Regions from separate parts of the Mus musculus genome. Here region 1 is linked to region 2. The links are chromatin contacts, called in public promoter capture Hi-C maps. All regions are on one chromosome and are shown on one strand. The core of a region is the stretch at or near the end of the contact, and the rest is flanking DNA. Distances in the headings are between cores, read along the strand shown. Region 1 holds the start of Plch2 (phospholipase C, eta 2). Region 2 holds the start of Tnfrsf14 (tumor necrosis factor receptor superfamily, member 14 (herpesvirus entry mediator)).

Region 1 (3,510 bases), core at 172-2,671, 83 kb after region 2:
AGTCAGCGAGAAACCCTATAGAAAGGCACAGAGCTGGGAGGCTGAGGTGCTGGGTTCAAGTCCATAGCTTATTCCTCTCCCCTTGAGCCACCTGCCACCTCCTTTGTCAACTTCTGTCCCAGGGGAAGGACTTCAGGCCAGACCCAAGCCTATCTATGCCTAGGAAACCCAGGAGCCAGGGGGACAAATCTCCTGAGTGCCAGCAATGAAACATCAGCAGACAGGAGGTGCAGAAAACCACAGTGGTGCCAGGTCAGATGGCTTTCTGGAGGAAGCTCTTACTGGCCATAAGCAGAGGGGAACTGTAGGCATGGGGTGGAAAGTCAAGGTAGATAGGGCTCTCTAGGGGACACAGCCAGTGGGGACACAAGCGTGGTTGCTTAGTGCATTTGAGGTAGCGTTTGGGGACAGAGACTACTCTAGAACCCTGATGTGGTTCTAGAGTTAAGCCACTGAATGTGCACCTTCTGCTGCTGGAGCAAGGAGCAGCAAGTGAACCAGGCATCCCTGACCAGGGCCTCCGCCACTCCACACACTGAACCCTTCTACTGGCCACCCAACAGCCCTTTCCTTCTGTCCAGTGCTTCACAGTACAGGGCCTCCCTGACACCATCTAGAGACCATTGTGTCTACACCTGCATGCCTCCATAGCTACACTGAAGGTATTGTTGCCCCACAAAATTCCAAGGACCCCCCTCAGAAAGAGCTCTGAAGCCACATGAGCCACCCCCATACCCCCAGCACATTCAACCAGGGCTTTCTGGCTCCAGTTCTGCCTTGCCTTCTTCCCACTTGGAGTTCACCCTCCAAGCTCTGCTAAGGAGGTGGACAGGATTTCTGGCTGGGGGCAAAGAGGCAATGTTTCTGGGCCTGGAGATCCCAGAGGAAGAAGCAAAGGAATTGGGATGTTGGTGTGGCGAAGGAAGGATCCCAGGCCCCAGAGGCAGCCCTAACTTCCATAGGAAGCTATGCATCCTGTGGCCCCATAGGGCTTGGCCAGTCCCTAGGAGGGACTTGGTTTTTGCCCTTTCTTACCTACAAGGCTGAGCTGCCATCTTGGTGACACTACCACGCTCCCTCCAACCCAGAGGAGTACCTCTGCCAGGCAAGCCACGGCTCCTGTGGTCTGGCTGGCAGCAGACGGCTGGGGACCAGGCATATCCAAGCCGTAGTCCCCCAAGCCAAAAGGGACCCTCAGCGACAGGCCAAGCTGAGGTGTCAGCTGGCACAGGGGCTCCTCAGGGATCCCCTTCTCTCCTCTACCTCTTCGTCTTCCTCCTTGGAGCCCACTGAAGCCCCGCAAGGGCTGTTCCCAGGTCCCACTGGCATTGACCCAACTGCTGCCTGCGGCCCTGGATGGTCCCCAGGCCAGTCCGCCCATCCTCTAGAACCTCCAGGCCTATTTGAAGAAGATGAATGCCAGGGGTGGGGGAGCTGCCAAGCCTCACCCTGCCATCCTTGGCCAATCCGCCCAGTAATCCTGCTGGATTCAGCCCAGCTGGACAAAGGATTTAGGCCAGGGGAGGGCCCAGCTGCCAGCTCAGAGCAGGCTGCTTCATGAGCCACCAGACTCATGTTTGAGGCTGAGGCAAGGTAACAGGTTAGGCATGGGACCCTCCTGGGACATAAAACAGTGCTTACAAGACCAGGAGTGAGGGCCTCTGTGAGGACACTGCCCCCCAGGAGAGTCTGTCTGTCCACAGGTGTGGTCCTACATGAGGCTGTCTTCCTAACCCTGCCCATCCAGAGCTGGTATCTGTGTCTTTGTTTTGAGCTCTCACTTCCTGCTACTTGAAATCCTTGTACGTATAAGGACTTCCAACTTGATCCCCACTGTGTGGTAGTGAGCTGGTCCACAGATGGGACAAAAAAAGCAGACGCATGCTGTCCCAAACCCCAGGGCCAAGAACCCAGTCCCCTTTGGCTGGAGGCCAGAGCTAAGCCAGCGCAGGGCCAGCTAAGGCTAGGCAAGACAGGACAGACCTTTCTACTTTGACATCCAGTATGGGAAGGAGAATGTAGGTTCCCTGAGCCTTGTGCAGATTCCACTCCAAATCCCAGCCCTTCCCCACCCCCCAGCTGCCTTCTTCCCATGCCCAACAGAACCAAAGCTGTGGGGATATCCCACTACCCAGGGCACATTATCACTGTACTCTGCACCCAAGGCTGGACATATCCGGGTATCCAGATCTCTCATGACAGTCTCCTGACCCAGAGAGGACCCTGATCATCTGCCAGGACACCGGCCACCACTCCACACCAGCCTATGGGGCCACTGAGCATCTAAGACGTGCTCATCACTGCATTCAACTTTGCATGGTTTACTCAGGGCAAGCAGAGACAGGAGAGATGGTTAAGAAAGGGAGGTGGGGTTTCATCTCAGCTTCACCGCCTCTGGATCACGGCACCCCAGCTTCCTCCCTAACCAGGCTTCTGTTTCTGGCAAGGGACAGCTCATCCTGGGAGTCCTTGCCGGGGGAGGGGGGACTCCACATCCAATAGCCACATCACCCTGCTTCACAAAGTAGCCTGGGTACCCCTGTCCAGCCCACCCTCTTGACCCTGGCCTGCCTGTTCATGTGTCCTGGACAACAGGAAGCTCAGCCAGAAGGAATCAGGACCCACTGGGCCAGATCCAATATAATCAACTCACAGCCAAACCCAGGACCCAATTAGGAGCCTTGGCCAGAGGCCTTGCTGGCTGGAGGTGGACAGGCAGCCTGCCCTCTCTGCCACAAATTAGCATAAGGAACCATTTACCACCAGGACAGGAAGTAGCACAGCCCTGGCGCTCCCCAGGGAGACAGGCCACAGGAGATCCTGACCTGATGGCATGGTCACCTGTGTAGGTGAAGCCCGGGATCCCCAGTGAGTAGTGGATAAAAGCTGGGGTCTTTGTTGTTGTTTTTGTTTTTGTTTTTTAAATCCAGGTGTCAGGAAAACCGTGGGCTGCTAAGGCTGGGCAAGATGGGACAGGCATTCTTAATGCTTCACCCTGGATGACATTTATGCTGTCCACATCCCTACAGCCCTCCCTAGGCCTCCAGTGACCATGCCACTGCACTTCCCATTTGATACACACACACACACACACACACACACACACACGCACACACACGCACACGCACACACACACACCACTGTATACCAGAATTTCCAGATGTCCTGTTCTCTCTAGGTACCCTACCTTTGGACACACCTTCTCTTCCCTTGTCTGGGCCTAGCCCAGTCTAGGGCCACTCACGCTTCCCAAATCTCTCCAGAGCTGGCTACTTCTGCCCTCTCCCCCATCTGCTTTTAGCCATCCACCAGTCAGTCTCCCACCGTTCTCTAGGAGTTAGCTGCCCAGATGGCTTCAGAGGGTGAGCAGATCTAGAAGCAACAGTGCCCCCAGTGGAGGACTCGGAGCACTGCACTCCAGACTCCCTGACCCTTCTGGTGGGTGGCCCCAGGCCATAATCCTGTGCATACTAGGCTGTCAGAAGCCCAGCTAATCCTCCCTCACACCCG
Region 2 (3,709 bases), core at 1,155-3,654:
AAGTCTGAATTGTCCTTGCCTCTGTTTTCTCCCACTCCAGGAAGCAGGACTTCCAATCTATGTGCCCATAGCCCTGGAAGTGTGGAGTTGGTAGGCTCTGCCATCCAGCAGAGTGCCCTGGTGACTCTTGGGATCTCAGTATCCCGTCCATGGGAATCAGCAGTCTTCGGCCTCCAGGTCTGAGCCGACTGTGTATGGGAATTGTGCGAATAGGTACAGAGTCACTCTGACCCCATGAGGGCACTCTGTGTGAGTATAGAGGTTCCCCTTCTATAAGGGTGAGGTCATCTCCATTTGCACACTGTGATAGACACGGGGTCACCCTCAGTAAGGGGTGAGGACAACCCTCCTCACACACTATGAGTAAGTACGGGGTTATCCTTGTGGGGAGTGTGAGGCCGCCCGATTTATTGCGGGCACTGTAATAAATCCAGAGTCACCCAAGGCTAGTGTATGGAGAGCGTGGGGCTATGGTGGGAACAGAAGCGCTGGCTACCTTACAGCTTCGAATATTCCAGGACCTGTGTCCCCATCCAAATCTGCCCAGGCCCAGGCAGCCATCAGTCTACGAGTGAGCTTTTCCTGGGTTCCTTCATATGAAGGGAAAAATATATATATATAATGGCCACATTGATCCCCAGTGATGTCCCAACGCATGTAAGAGTTCCTTCACGGGCAGGGAAACTGAAGCAGGAAAGAACCTCTCATTACCCACATGAACCAGATAGACAGGGAGAAAAAGAAGCAGGCAATAGAATCTCAGTGATGGGGATGGGGGGGGGGAGGGGAGACACACCCTGAGAACCTGCCCACAATAGCAGGAAGGTCAGGCTGCGGTTCCCTCCATGAGTTGCCCTCTTCTAGAACCAATGCCTGAGCCTAAGTGCTCCAGCAGACCCCACCTCCACCTCCTCAGGTGCTCCTACCTGGATCACAGACTCCGCAGGGCAGACACTTGCTCAGGCCATTTGCATGGGCGGTATATGTCTGTGGGGGACAGGGGGCACACACTGTGCCTGTATGCTCACTGCAGACCTGCTTCACATGGTAACCTGCAGCCAGGACCCACAGTTCCTCAGCAGGGTTGGGGGTTAATCCACAGAAACCTTCCCTTCCCTGTACCCTCACATGGGTCTAGCAAGTATGGCACCAACCACAACTAAAGCCCCACAGGACTTGTTGGCCTTCTGTCTGCCCTCTATGAACAATTCAGAAACACAGAGATGGGGCTTCCTAAATCCCTTAGAACTGGCTCTGACCCCAGCCCACTTTCAGTCTCAGTCTCTGGTTATAAAGCCTGCCCTACCCCCCGGGCCCACCCCAGGCAGTGAACTTCAAAGGTTCCAGACACCGAGGACTATCCCTGAACTGAACACTGTACAGCCGTTGGACTGAGGACCCAGAGGCCCAGAGGCTCAGGACAGGAGTTCCTCCCTGGCACAGCACTTCCTCCTGGGAACTCCCACCTGGGTTGCACATGGGGCAGCACTCGTCTCCCACAAGGAACTCCTCCTGTCTGCATGAGGGCTGGGCAGAGATGCGCTGCAGCAAGTTCAAAAGGAAGACACAAGGCACCTGGGAGAGGAGATGAGTGCTGGAGGAGAGGACTACCTCCATCGCTATGGCTCTCCCTCCCCAACCCCCCCACCAGGCTGGTCCAGGCCCTCAGTGCATGCTCTGCTTCTTGAAGTGAGGAAACAGCACAACTTCAGTGTCTCTGTAGGAGGGGCTCGGGCCCAGGCCTGCTTAACCTACCTTCTGCCTTCATTGCCTGACAGTGTAAGACCTGAGAGGCAGCAGGGTCAGCTGGGGCTGGGAACAGGCTCTTCAGAATCCTAGGGACAGCTGACTGATGGTTAGTATATCCTACTTGAGCAAACAGGATAGACACTCTGTCTGGCTCCTGCTAGCCTGCCCTGATCTCTGTCTCCACTCTGTGAGGGTGCTTATCCTCAGGGACAGAGATACCTATGGTTGGCCTCTTGCTACAGGGCCTGTCCAGAGACAGCCAGGGTTCTGCCAAGGGCTACTATGCTCATAGCACCACCTCCTGCCCTTTAAAGAGAGCCATAGTAGGTGTCTGTGAGTGGAGGCCCGGGAGTGGAGGGGCAGAGGCCTGCCTTCCTGTAGCCTCCCAACCTGAGGTTGTTATCAATTATCTCCAGAGATTTGCAGATCCAAGCAGCATAAAGCCCCGTGAGCTAGCTGCCCAGACAGAGCTAAGGGACAGGAAATGTCTGGGGTGGGCTGTGGCTGGAGTTGGGCCGGAAGGAGCTTGGAGGCTGTAAAGGGCTCGGGAACTCACCAGCCTGAAGGTGTTGTCTGTAGGGGCCTGGCTCCAGGGTGCCGACCCCCATCCTGGGAGAGGTTCCATTTTCTTGATCAAGAAACTTCAGGCCAAGAGCCCCATGGGCTCTGAACCTCCTCACACACTCTCATGAGCCTTGGCAAGGAAAAGTGAAAATGAAAGAAAAAATAGTCTCTCTGACTGAAGTCTGTTAGAGGCAGATGGAGCACATTAAGTACACACGGGGCGTGGTGCTGGGAGGGCCCTAAAGTCCAAACAGAGCCTCAGCTTCAGACTCCATACAGGGACACTAGCAAGTTTTCCCAGCCTGTATATATACCCTCTGGAAGTATGTCTGTCTCCCAGGTCACTACAAACACCTCGGTGCTTACCTTGAATTTTCTGACAGACAAACTGAAATAGGAACCTCTCAGCCTCAGGGAACTGGGAACTTGATCTTTTGACCTACCTCCCAACTCACCCCTCTCACCGGACCCTCCCCCTTTAAGCTTCCAGTCACTTCCCAGACACCACGTCAGGGTTATCCCCATTACCAATTTATCACTGCCCGCTTCTTCAGCCTATACGCTTCTGAGCACATTCGGCGCTAGGAACAGGAGCCAGCCTTCTTTATCTTCTAAGGGTGAAGCAGGGTTTCTTATCATCTTTGAGCAGGCTATGGGCTTCTCTAACTGGCCCCTGAGCGGGACTAGGCGGAGCAGACTAATTTTCCTTTTGCAGATGAGGATGGGGGCTTTGAGTAGGACTACAGGGTAGTATGCTGGGCTTCCTCAGCCCACAGACTGGCTGAGGTCATGGGGTGGGGGCCTACTACAGACCTAGGCTGTTGAGAGCTTTTGGTGCTTCTAGGAATCTGGCATCTGTCACTGGGCTCAGACAAAGAAGTCGGCATGTCAGAAACAATGACCACGGGGCTTTGTTTACTGCTTTGCTGACCACTTAACGTTAGCCTTGTGTCATCCTTGCGCTTACTACTTGTCACATCCTTGGTCACTCTCTTGTGTGGTCTCCTTGTTTACTACTTGTTTACTTGGTTGCTTTGTCTTTGATCTAAGAACTGACCATGGGTTTTGTTTGTTTGTTTTTGTTTTGTTTTGTTGCATAAACCTAGAATGATATAAAAGCAGGCGGGAGAGAAACAGCTGCTTCAGCCGCGGTACGGGCTGGAGTCAGGTTATAGTGTTGTCTGTTTTCTTTTTCAATACTCACTCCCTCCCTTGAGACCCTGTTGACTGGCTGAGCTGGCTTGGTCACGAGGCTCCAAAGAGAAATAAGGAACCCCAAAGGCGCACAGAACATGAAGCTCCTCCAAGATTCTTTGACCAGGGCTACTGTGCGTCTCTCAACCCCTCGACTGACCGTTAAAACTAACCACAAATTATTGCTCCAGCTGAATCGGTC

Evidence for each region. Capture Hi-C pulls out chosen DNA fragments and counts their contacts.
Region 1: a promoter capture Hi-C map of adipose tissue shows a contact between it and region 2. The contact joins the promoter of Plch2 here to the promoter of Tnfrsf14 in region 2. A contact is called at or near these places in 1 of 39 promoter capture datasets (trophoblast stem cells), 1 of 484 Hi-C or Micro-C datasets (nephron progenitors), 3 of 115 datasets of contacts at active chromatin or transcription factors (embryonic midbrain, embryonic stem cells and intestinal villus epithelium) and 4 of 9 other capture datasets (adipose tissue, embryonic stem cells, liver and 1 more).

The regions. Positions count from the first base shown.
Region 1 is chr4:155,009,604-155,013,113 of GRCm38.p6, forward strand. Plch2 (phospholipase C, eta 2) reads right to left here and starts at 1,422. Exons shown (of 22, transcript NM_001113360.3): 1 at 1,036-1,422. The coding sequence starts at 1,381.
Region 2 is chr4:154,925,673-154,929,381 of GRCm38.p6, forward strand. It overlaps Tnfrsf14 (tumor necrosis factor receptor superfamily, member 14 (herpesvirus entry mediator)), which reads right to left and starts at 2,405. Exons shown (of 8, transcript NM_178931.2): 1 at 2,306-2,405; 2 at 1,467-1,575; 3 at 927-1,052. The coding sequence starts at 2,374.